2 separate regions of the Hordeum vulgare genome follow, and region 1 is linked to region 2. A link is a contact called in public Hi-C data. All regions are on one chromosome and are shown on one strand. The core of a region is the stretch at or near the end of the contact, and the rest is flanking DNA. Distances in the headings are between cores, read along the strand shown.

Region 1 (5,438 bases), core at 2,843-5,342, 370 kb after region 2:
TCTCGGTTGTAGAAAATGCCATGTTGTTGTTTTTGGCAGATTATGACTATTTCTTGTGTAGCTTGTATTTGTTGAACCGTTGCTCCGTTTTGATCGTGTCCTATATGAAACTTGTTTAGAATCTTGTGTTGGTTCATAATATCTTGTTGTTTGTATGTTTTGGGATGCTTGTGACTGTCTTTGCATACATGTTGCATTCATGCCATCATATCTTGCGGTGATCATATTTTTTGAACCGTAGCTCCGATTGCAATGATCTCTATGTGTAAATTGATTGGAACGACGCGTAGAATCACGTGAACCACTTTATTTTGTTGTTTAACAAATATTAAAACGTGTTAGTTCAGATCTGGACAGAATTATAAATTAATATATGGGGTCAGTTCAGAGATGCTATAAGTCGTTTCCGACCTTATTTAAAATGCCTAGATAGGTAACTTAATTACGCTTCACCTCTTGCCATGTTTAACCAACATTTAATATTGCCGTGTACCTAATCGGGATAGAACTAAATAATTGGTATGTGGAGTTTCGTCAGTATGCAACTTGTTGCATATTGAACTTCACTTAATGTGTAGTGTTTGATTGTGTGAATTGCCATGTCATACGTGCATAATTGATATTGTTCATGCATCATATGTGTTGTGCATTGTGTGGTGAATATCGTGTGTTGATTCTTGTTTCTGGTTTGCTTCGTCCCAATAGAGTTCCGCAAGCGTGCCGACAAGTGAGGATCCGTACGACTACATCGGTTTGTCTGCTTCACGGAATCGTTCTTCTTCCAAGCGGGGTCTTAAGCAAGATGATCATTTCCCCAGATATCATTACTATCATTGCCATGCTAGTTGTATCGATTCTTTCGCTATGTCTCGTTGCCTGCCACCTGTTAAATATCAACCTCTCAACATTGCCATGAAACCTTCAACCCGTTCACAACCTAGCAAACCACTGATTGTCTATGTTACCGCTTGCTTAAACATGTGTTAGCGTTGCTAGTTGCAGGTGCAGTTGCTTCCATGTGATAACATGGGTTCCTTGTTATATCATCATATTAATTGCTAAACAATTTAATACACATATATACTTGGTAAAAGGTGGAAGGCTCGGCCTTTCTAGTCTGGTGTTTTGTTCCACCTTTGCCGCCTTAGTTTCGGCTACCGGTGTTATCTTCCATAAATGAGTGCTCCTAACATGCTTGGGGTTGTTATGGGGACCCCCTAGATTCTCGTTTTGGGATAAAGCTCGTTTTACAAGGCCCAACATTGGTACTATATTTTCCCAACATAATAATTTTGTTAATACTGAAAAACATAGGGCGTCATGAACCCTAGGAGTAATTCAACATAATACAGGAAGGGCCAGTGCTGATGTTGGTGGTCCAAAACAGAGCATCGTACGGGGCCAACCCGGGGCAACTCGGGTGATGTCTATCAGGCCACCGTACGCTTCGCTTATCCGTCATGTCCTGAGAACGAGATACGCGGCTCCTATCGGGATCGTCGACACGCCGGACGGTCTTGCTGGACTTGTTTTACCTTTCTCGAGCGTCTTGTCCGAGGGATTCCGAGGATGCTTTGGGTAATCTCGAGGTTGAGATTTTCCAATAGGAACCCGAGGAGATCACGGGTTATCCCTGATCGAGGTCATTCCGTCGCAGCGTGTGGTAGTTTGTGATGGACTTGGTGGAGCACCCCTGCACGGTTAAATCTTTCGGAATGCCGTGTCCGCGGTTATGTGGCAACGTGGAAACTTTGTTTAATATCCGGTTCTAGATAACTTAAAGTTAACTTAATTAAAACTTGGCAACGGAGTGCGTAACCGTGACTGTCTCTTTCGCGAGCTCCTTCTTCGATCAAGGACACGGTGGGGTTATGTTTGACGTAAGTAGGTGTTCAAAATCATTCATTTGATCATCAGTAGTTCACGTCCTTTATGCGTAGATCATCCCCTCTTATTCTTGTACTCGTAAGTTAGCCACCTCATATATTGCTTAGTCGCTTGCTGCAGCCTCACCACTTAACCTTACCTGACCCATTAAGCTTTGCTAGTCTTGATACCTTTGGAAATGAGATTGCTGAGTCCTCCGTGGCTCACAGATTACTACAACACCAGTTGCAGGTACATGTAAAGGCTTATTAGATGTGAGCGCGATGCTTGTTCATTTGGAGTTACTTTCTCCTTCTTCGACGATCTAGGATGGGTTCCAGGTCGGCAGCCTCGGATAATAAGGATGGACGTCGTTCTTTTATCGTTTGTTATTGTCCGTAGTCGGACCCTGCTCTTCTACATGATGTTTATGTATTGTACTGATGTGACTCTGATGTAGCTTGTGGCGAGTGTAAGCCAATTCCATATACTCATCTTTTCAGTACTTGTACTTGTAACGATGTCCATTCTTGTGAAACGACGAGATGCGTTTCTATCCCTGTCGAGGCCCTCGCGCCTAAATAAGGATAGGACCACATCTTGGATGTTACATATTGTTCCCTGCATAATTAGCTCAATAAAAATGTTTTAACACGGGAGACAGAGTCACCACCTTTCATACCCCAACATGCCTAGCTGACCATCCTCGTCCAACGAGATGTCAGTCCCAAAGTTGTATCTCCCCGAGACATCGACTTTGCTCGGATCTCATCCGGTAAGCATATATGGCAGAAGGTATGACTACTGTCTCATGCGTCTCAACATGCAACATATGAGTTTCCTCACCATGCACTCACAAGCATGATTTTATCTTCACATAAAATATCATCAGCTTGTAACATAACAATCAAGTATTCCAAAGCAAGCAAACCACACAAAAACCAATGTATATCCAAGTTCAGAATGCTTGCCTCCAAAACTTTTGAAAGTTTTTGCTCCTCTCTCCAAATCCTATTTTGAAATTATTCTAATAGCACACAATTTAAAAATAGTACAAAAAGTTGTCTTAGAAATTTTTCAAATAAATACTAAACTAAACTAGATACAATTTGAAAGAGGTGAGAAAAATAATCAGTTCTTTTGGAATTTTATTTTAGAAACTAGGGTTAGTCAAAATCTGGTCAAAGCTCTGTTTTAAAACAAATCAAAAAATAAAAAAACGGTTCAGCACAAATACGCTTATGCGAGAAGGTAAACGTATCTGCCCGAATGCGCTTCCACTTAAGTGGGCGGTGGCGCTGTTCTTTCGCTGACGAGGGACGCCCGCTGACACGTTTGATTAGAGTCAAACCTGTCGTCTCCCTCCTCGTGCGCCCGTACGGAGGCTGGCTCCGGCGATGCGTGCCGGCGAATGGGGCCACCATTCGGGCATCCTAGGGCATCAACGCGTTCAGGGTCTCATGGTGGCTCGGGGGAGGGGCGGCATGGCCTCCAGGAGGCTCGGGAGCTCCGGCGACTACGAGACCAGGGGACGGCGATGCGGGCCAGCAAGGGGCCTCGCCCATAGTCCTTCTTTTGCTACGAAGAGAGGGGGAAAAGATCGCCAGGTCTGCGCAGTTCCAATCCAGAAGAAAGCGGCACCAGAGAGGCTCGACTGGCCGCGAATTTTGGTCGGAGGGGCGGCGGCCGAAACTTGCCGGAGACGGGGAAGACGGTGACTACCGGCTAAATTGGAGCTAGGGGAGAGTGGCTATGGCTTCATGGGAGCTTGAGAGCTACGCTTCGGTTTCGGGGCTCTATACATAGTCGTGGAGTGTCGGTGCCCGCGGCGGCCACGGATAACTCCGGCGACAGTGGCGAGGGGCGAGGTGGCGATGGCAGTAGGGGTCCGTGGACAAAATGTACGAACACAACATTCGTACCGGGGGATAGCTAGCGGGCTGGGGATGCTCGGGCGGCGCTGCCATGGGAGGGGCCAACTGTGGCCGACGGCAAGCCACCAAAGGCGCACGGACGGCTGCACTGTAGGGTTCCAGGCTGTCGCGTGACTCTGGCGAGCTGGAGGGGTCGTGGTGCGGCTTCTCAAGCGAGCAAAGGCCATGGGGCGGGGTTAGGTGGGATGCGGCAGCTCGGTTGCGCTGGCTGCAGAAGCCGCGCTTTGGAGCACCCTCTTGGCATGCCCCTGAGGTGCTCAACACAATGCCAGAGCATGCCAGGGCCTTTGGGTGCAGCTACAAACCTCCAGATCCACTGTTAGGGGTGGTATGGGGATAATGGACATGCTGGTTTTGTCCTAGGGGCAACTTCCGAGAACAATCTAAAATGGATGCCAAAACTGGGCATGGACACCAGGTGTTTGACAAAATGACCATGGTCTCTAGCAAGTCTTGCTAGCCACCAGTGTTTCCAGGTTGAGGTGTCTTTGGATGCTAACAAAGATGGCATAGTTAGATTGGGCAAAACAAAAACTTCCTATTGCAAAATTTGCAAAAGTGCAATCCTGGGCAGAAACAAAGTGATGCTATAACATGAACTCAAACAATTTAGATGGGGCTGAAATCCAGGACTTAAGGGTTTTGGAGGGTCCTCTGCAAACAGTAAAATTTTCAAAAGCTTTGGGCAAGAAAATAATAGTGTTACAGTGCCAACTGCAAAACTGATCCAGAATAGAAAATAGTATGTGGTGCTCAAAATTTTCAAAAGACAAAACTGGGTTTTTGAATAAAAGTGATTTATATTAACTCCTTGAGAACTCCAAATTTTTGTAGAATTTTTGAGAGAGTAAATCTAAGGGTTGTAGTTCAAAACACCAAACTGGACGAGAACACAAAATAAGATAATGTGCTCAAATAATTCAAAACACTTGTCAAAGTTTTTCCATAAAATTGATCCACGAACATAATAGGTCATCTCCAAGTTTTTGTGGAATTTTTAAAAGAAGTTATCAAATGGTTGCAGTTCAAATCAGGCTCTTAAAAGAATTAAGAAGTCATTTTTTAATAATGAAACTTGAGAGATTATTTATAAGAAGGCCTTTATTGAATTTACCAATTGAAGGGAAGAATGTTGACGCAAGGACTCAAAGCAAACCAGGCTTTTCAAAAAGTACAATTTAGGGGAGAAATTTTGATAATCCAGAGAAAAGAAGTGGACCTGAAATCAACAGAAAACCCAAAAATAAAATTTTAATTGATCATAGCCAAATTTTAATAAATAAAATCCTGATTAAATTTTTGGGGTGTTACATGGGATTTTGTAAAACAACAGCTTTGCTCACATGTAATGGTGTATTTATTCTGCGCTTCTTGTGTTTACAAACAGCATATCAAAATATTGCTGGCAGCTTAATGTTCAAAGCAGTGATTCTACTCATCAGGAAACCACTTTAATGATCTATTCCACTTCGTTATTTTGTACTCACTCTGTTCCTAAATATAAGTCTTTTTAGAGATTTCACTAGGGGACTACATACGGAGCAAAATGAGTGAATCTACAATCTAAAGTATGTCTGTATACATCCGTATGTAGTCTTTTAGTGAAACCTCTAAAAAGACTTATATTTAGGAATGGAG
Region 2 (5,218 bases), core at 1,403-3,902:
TAGTCTCTTGCTCAAAAGAACAAGGGGAACAAGCAAGGTGAAGTGTTACTGGAGCCACTGCTGGTTACTGTGCCGAAAATCACAAAACAAAAGGTGCACTGAGGGGATTTGAACCCCCGACCTGCCACTGCACCAAAATGACCACTACCACTCTCCTACTCGGTTGGATATTAACAAAGGAGGGGAGTATACCCTTTTGAGAAACCCCCTCATGCCTATCCTCTACCCGACGGTGGCCAGAACAGGGGAAGGAGCTCGCCGGCGATACACGTTAAATTAGGCTACGACTAGTTGATGGAAGGAAGCCCAGGCTCCCACGATTACATTTCACCTACTAGCACTACTCGAGAGGACCTACAGCAACCGATCCATGACGCGCGGCGGCGCCGACGACACAAAAAGAACACGACGACGAAGCTACGGCTACGCTCACGATCTGGGACAGGGAAGAAGGGGGAAAGGATCTACCTCACCTACTGGACGAGGTGGTCGCGTCGGCCGGAGAGGATGTAGAGGAAGAAGCTGCTCGGGGAAGAACGTCGGGGAGGAAGGCCGCCGTCGTGGAGGTAGAGGTAGCAGTGCCGATCTTGTCGTCCTAGCCGCGGGAATGGGCTCCTGGAAGGTCCCGCGTGCTCGCCGAGGTACTGGAGAGGCTGCAGGTGTACGGGCGCGACGACGAGGACCTCCTCAGCTTGTAGCCATGGCGGATGTGCTCGATCCCCTTACATGAAGCCGTCGATGGAGAGGGAGAAGGAGATGGGAAGGGGGTGGCGGCGCAAGAGGAGGAACCGTAGGCTGCACGGACGCCAAGGGGCCTTATATGGAGGAGGGGGAGGCGAGGGACGTGTGCCTCGACGTCCGTGACGGCGTTGCTGCCGTCTCTCTGTCTAAAGAAGCCTCACGGAGGAGGAGGACAGGGAAACGACGTCTACAGGGAAAAGGAGGGAGCTGGGCCTGCTAGCGGGAGGAGGCCCACTAGTTGGCGCGAGTTAAAAGAAAATAATCCCCTGGGGCTTTGCTAATTAAAAAATAACCAGAGAAAGAAAATAAAGCAAAGGCAAATCTGTTGAGACTAAAAATAAAACAAAAATGCCCCTCGTCATAAGGAATTATGACCTATTTAAATAAAATGGAAAAGAAATATTTGGAGCAATTAAATATTTACAAAACAGAATTAATTGAATCTGTTTTGTGAATATTTGCACCTTTAAAACATATTTTTAAAACAACAAATTCACATCCTCACAATCAGCACAATACATACCAAAACATGGGCTTTTTTTTGAAATGGAGAAGGAGCAAAAGAATCTTGGCTTGAGATAAATAGAGAAAGGGAGTTGTTTTTGAAACCCATGCAAACCACATAGTACTCCTACTCTCAAATGCACTCACATCATTTCACATAACACCATCACATCATCACATATTCATCACACCACATACACACATGAATTCACAAAGGCACAAACACAAGACATGGATGAATGGGATGCATGCATGCAAAGGGAAAACAAAACAAGGTGACACATGAAATAACACATGCATGGCTCTCATTGCAATGACAAGGTGGACCCACATAAAGAAGGTTCCAATAAAGGCAAGTTACACTCTTGGGGCATTACACTTGTGGCATCATTGGCCCCTCGACCCCCCTCGACTACAAGACCCGCCAGGCTTACCTTGACCTGTTCAAGATCCCTCTCACGGCTCCGGTGATCAAGGCCATGGAAGCCCTCGTCAAGCAAGTGAAGCATTTCGGTGATCAGAAGAAGAAGATAGAAAAGAAGGCTGGACAGGAGCGCAACAAGGTGATTGATGTGGAGTGAGATTGCAACCATGGGATGGAGTTGCAAGGGCCCGAGAGTTTCTTGCTGCTTTAGTGTATCCTTAGTTTGGCCTCGAGTGGGGAGGCCGTTCGCGTCTGTAGTTTGTCTCAGTTTCCCTTCGTTCAGAGTTGTAAGTCGTCGCGCCTTCAGTGCGAGCTTCTCTACTAAATCGCTACAATGCCGAGCACTCAGAGTCTCCTAAATCATGCACAAGAACATTAACATTGTCTGTTGGAACGTCTGAGGACTCAACAGCCCTGTGCATCGAAATTCCGTTCGCGACCTCATCCGCGACTCCCACGCATGCATCGTTTGTCTCCAAGAGACAAAGCTTCACCTCATCGATGACATTTTTGTCACAACCACCCTCGGGCCTTAATTCGTCAGCAACTTCGCGGTCCTTCCGGCCATTGGAACACGCGTAGGGATGCTCATGGCGGCCTCCGACTCTTTCTTCACCCTGACCAACGTCCAAGTCACCGCCAACACGTTGTCGGCTACGATCACCTTGCGTGCGGACGGTACTTCATGGACCCTCACGTGTGTATACGGTCCTCAAAGTGAGGCTGACAAGACGACTTTCATCGAGGAATTAAAATCCCTGCAACCCCTTGTTCGTCAACAATTGCTTCTACTTGGCGATTTCAACCTCATCACTAAAGCGTCAGATAAAAGCAACCTCAAAATCAACCGCCGCCTGATGGGGAAATTCCGCAAAGCCCTCGACCACCTTCAGCTAAAAGAGCTTAAGCTTAATGGGTGTCGCTTCACCTGGACAAATGAGCAACAACAACCGGTGTTAACCAAGATTGACCATCTATTCTGTATTGACGACTGGGACGTGCTGTTCCCGGGTGCGCACCTCTAGGCCATCCCCATGCTCTGCTCTGACTATGTCCCCCTACTCCTTCAGGGATGTCCTCTCTCACATTACAAGCCTTCCTTCAAGTTTGAGGAATTCTGGCTCAAGTTCGACGACTTCAATGATAAAGTTGCTGAGGTTTGGCAAAAGCAAGTCCACGCGCCCAACCCCATCCACCGGGTCCACATCAAGCTCTGCCGGCTCGCCAGGGCGCTCAAGACCTGGCAACGACAACAGGTGGGCGACATCGAGCTGCAGATCTCAATCTCTAAGGAAATCATCTCGCAACTCAACTTAGCTGAACAATCCTGGATGCTTTCTTCGGAGGAGCGATCTATGTGGCGTAATGTTAAAAGAAGCTATCTATGCCTCCTCGCGATTCAGAAAATCAAGATGCGCTAGCGCTCCAGGCTATCAAACATCCGAGCAGCTGATGCAAACACTAAGCTTTTCCACATCAGAGCAAATAGCCACAGGAGGACGAACTTCATCCAGTCTCTGCAGACCGCAAACGGAATCGCCATCTCACAAGAGGACAAGGAGCGGGTGATCCACTCCCATTTTGCCGAACGCTTGGGAACAACGCACCCTCGCTCGGTGTAGCTCAACTGGGAAGCCCTCGGTTATCAAACGTCGCGGCCTCTCTGACCTGGGCTTGGGCTTCGACGCCGACAAAATCAAGAAGGTTGTGTTCTCCCTTCCATCTGGCAGGGCGCCCGCCCCAATGGCTTCATCGGTGCTTTCTACAAATCCTGCTGGGACATCATCAAGGACGACATCGTCGCTGCCTTAATCCACCTCGCGAACCTTCGGGGCGGCGGTGCTAGATTGATAAACACCGCCAACATCATCCTTATTCCAAAGAAAACGGACGCCTCTTGCATTTCCGACTACAGGCCAATTAGTGTGATCCACAGCCTCACCAAGATCTTCTCCGAGCTTCTCGCGAACAAACTCGCCCCCATCCTTGATGAAATCATCTCCAGAAGGCAGAACGCCTTCATTAAGAAGAGATGCATCCACAACAACTTTCTTCTTGTGCAGAACACCCTCAAAGAGCTTCACCAATCCAAGACCCCAAGCCTTTTCCTCAAATTAGACATATCAAAGGCCTTCGATTCGGTCAACTTGGCTTTCCTTCTCTAAACTTTGGACCACATGGGATTTGGCCAACGATGGAGGAACTGGATATGCATGTCTCTAAGCTCCTCGACTTGTAGCGTCCTTCTCAATGGCTACACGGGCCCTGCTTTCTCTCACATGTGTGGCCTTAGGCAGGGAGACCCCCTTTCGCTTCTGCTGTTCATCATGGCCATCGACCCCCTGTTCCACCTGATCCGAGTTGCTGCTGACAGGGGCATGCTCCTGCCGGTCCGGGCACGCGCGGCGCGATGCCGAATGTCACGCTACGCCGATGACGCTGGCATCTTCGCCAACCCAACAAGGACGAGCTCTGTTCGATAAATTCCATCCTTGTCTGTTTTGGAAATGCTTCTGGGCTGATCACCAACGTCTCAAAGACCGAGATCTTCCCTATCCACTGCAAGGACATTGACCTGCAGGACCTCCTCACCGTGTTCCCGGCTAAAATTGCCTCCTTCCCAGGAAAATACTTGGGTCTTCCTCTTCACTTTCCCCGGCTACGTAAAGTCCACCTTCAGCCGTTAATCAACAAGGTCCATGGCAGGCTCCCTGGATGGAAGGGAAAGAAGATCGCCGGAGCGGGTAGGGTGGCTTTGGCAAAGTCATTGCTAACCTCGGTCGCCACTTTCCACATGACGATAATCCCTTTACCAAAACAGGTCAGCGCCAAGGTAGATAAGATCACCCGCAATTTCATCTGGGTTAGCGATGATAGCAACACTACAAGTGGTGGGCAGTCACTAGTAAACTGGAAGACGGCCTGCCGCCCCAAAAACCTTGGGGGTTGGGCATCAAGGACCTGGAGCGATTTGGAAGAGCGCTCAGACTGCAGTGGATTTGGCTCCAATGGACTGACCTTGATCGGCCTTGGGTCGGATCACCTTTGCCCTGTGATGCCTTACACTACGCCCTACTTGGAGCTTCCATGATAATCACCATTGGAGACGGGCAGAAGGCCTCGTTCTAGCATGATAACTGGTCGGGAAAGGGGGCACTAAGCCAAAGGTACCCTAGTTGTTTCTCCATCGCTACAAGAAAGAGCAGATATGTGCATGATGAGATCCGAAATGAGACCTGGATCCGGGCATGGCCCTTACGATTACCTCCACCACGCTCGACCCCCACTCCCAGGATGCCATCTCGTGGAATTGGAGCCCAAATGGCGTTTACTCGGCAAGCTCGGCCTACCGGGCACAATTCCTTGGCTCGTACCAAAGATTCTCGACTGACAAAATATGGAGGGCGCACCCAGAACCTAAATGCAAGCTTTTCTCCTGGCTGGTCCTTCATAACAAAATTCTCACGACGGACCGTGTGGCCATGCGCGGATGGCCGCGTGACCCCATCTGCCAGCTCTGCCTATGCGTCTTTGAAATCGTGGAGCACC

Evidence for each region. A called contact is a pair of places that touch in the nucleus more often than the background predicts.
Region 1: a Hi-C map of leaf shows a contact between it and region 2, with 6 times the contacts expected there. The contact joins two enhancer-like sites. A contact is called at or near these places in 1 of 6 Hi-C or Micro-C datasets (leaf) and 1 of 1 datasets of contacts at active chromatin or transcription factors (embryo).

What each region holds. Positions count from the first base shown.
Region 1 is chr7H:267,621,554-267,626,991 of MorexV3_pseudomolecules_assembly, forward strand. No RefSeq gene overlaps it. Among protein-coding and RNA genes, the nearest start is that of LOC123412898, 6.0 kb to the right of the region's middle. Within about 2 kb of position 4,093, at least 3 of the 3 cell types and tissues checked have open chromatin away from gene starts, as enhancers often do. A contact at or near this core is called in leaf, where this site is marked.
Region 2 is chr7H:267,257,214-267,262,431 of MorexV3_pseudomolecules_assembly, forward strand. No RefSeq gene overlaps it. Among protein-coding and RNA genes, the nearest start is that of LOC123408458, 33 kb to the left of the region's middle. Within about 2 kb of position 2,653, at least 2 of the 3 cell types and tissues checked have open chromatin away from gene starts, as enhancers often do. A contact at or near this core is called in leaf, where this site is marked.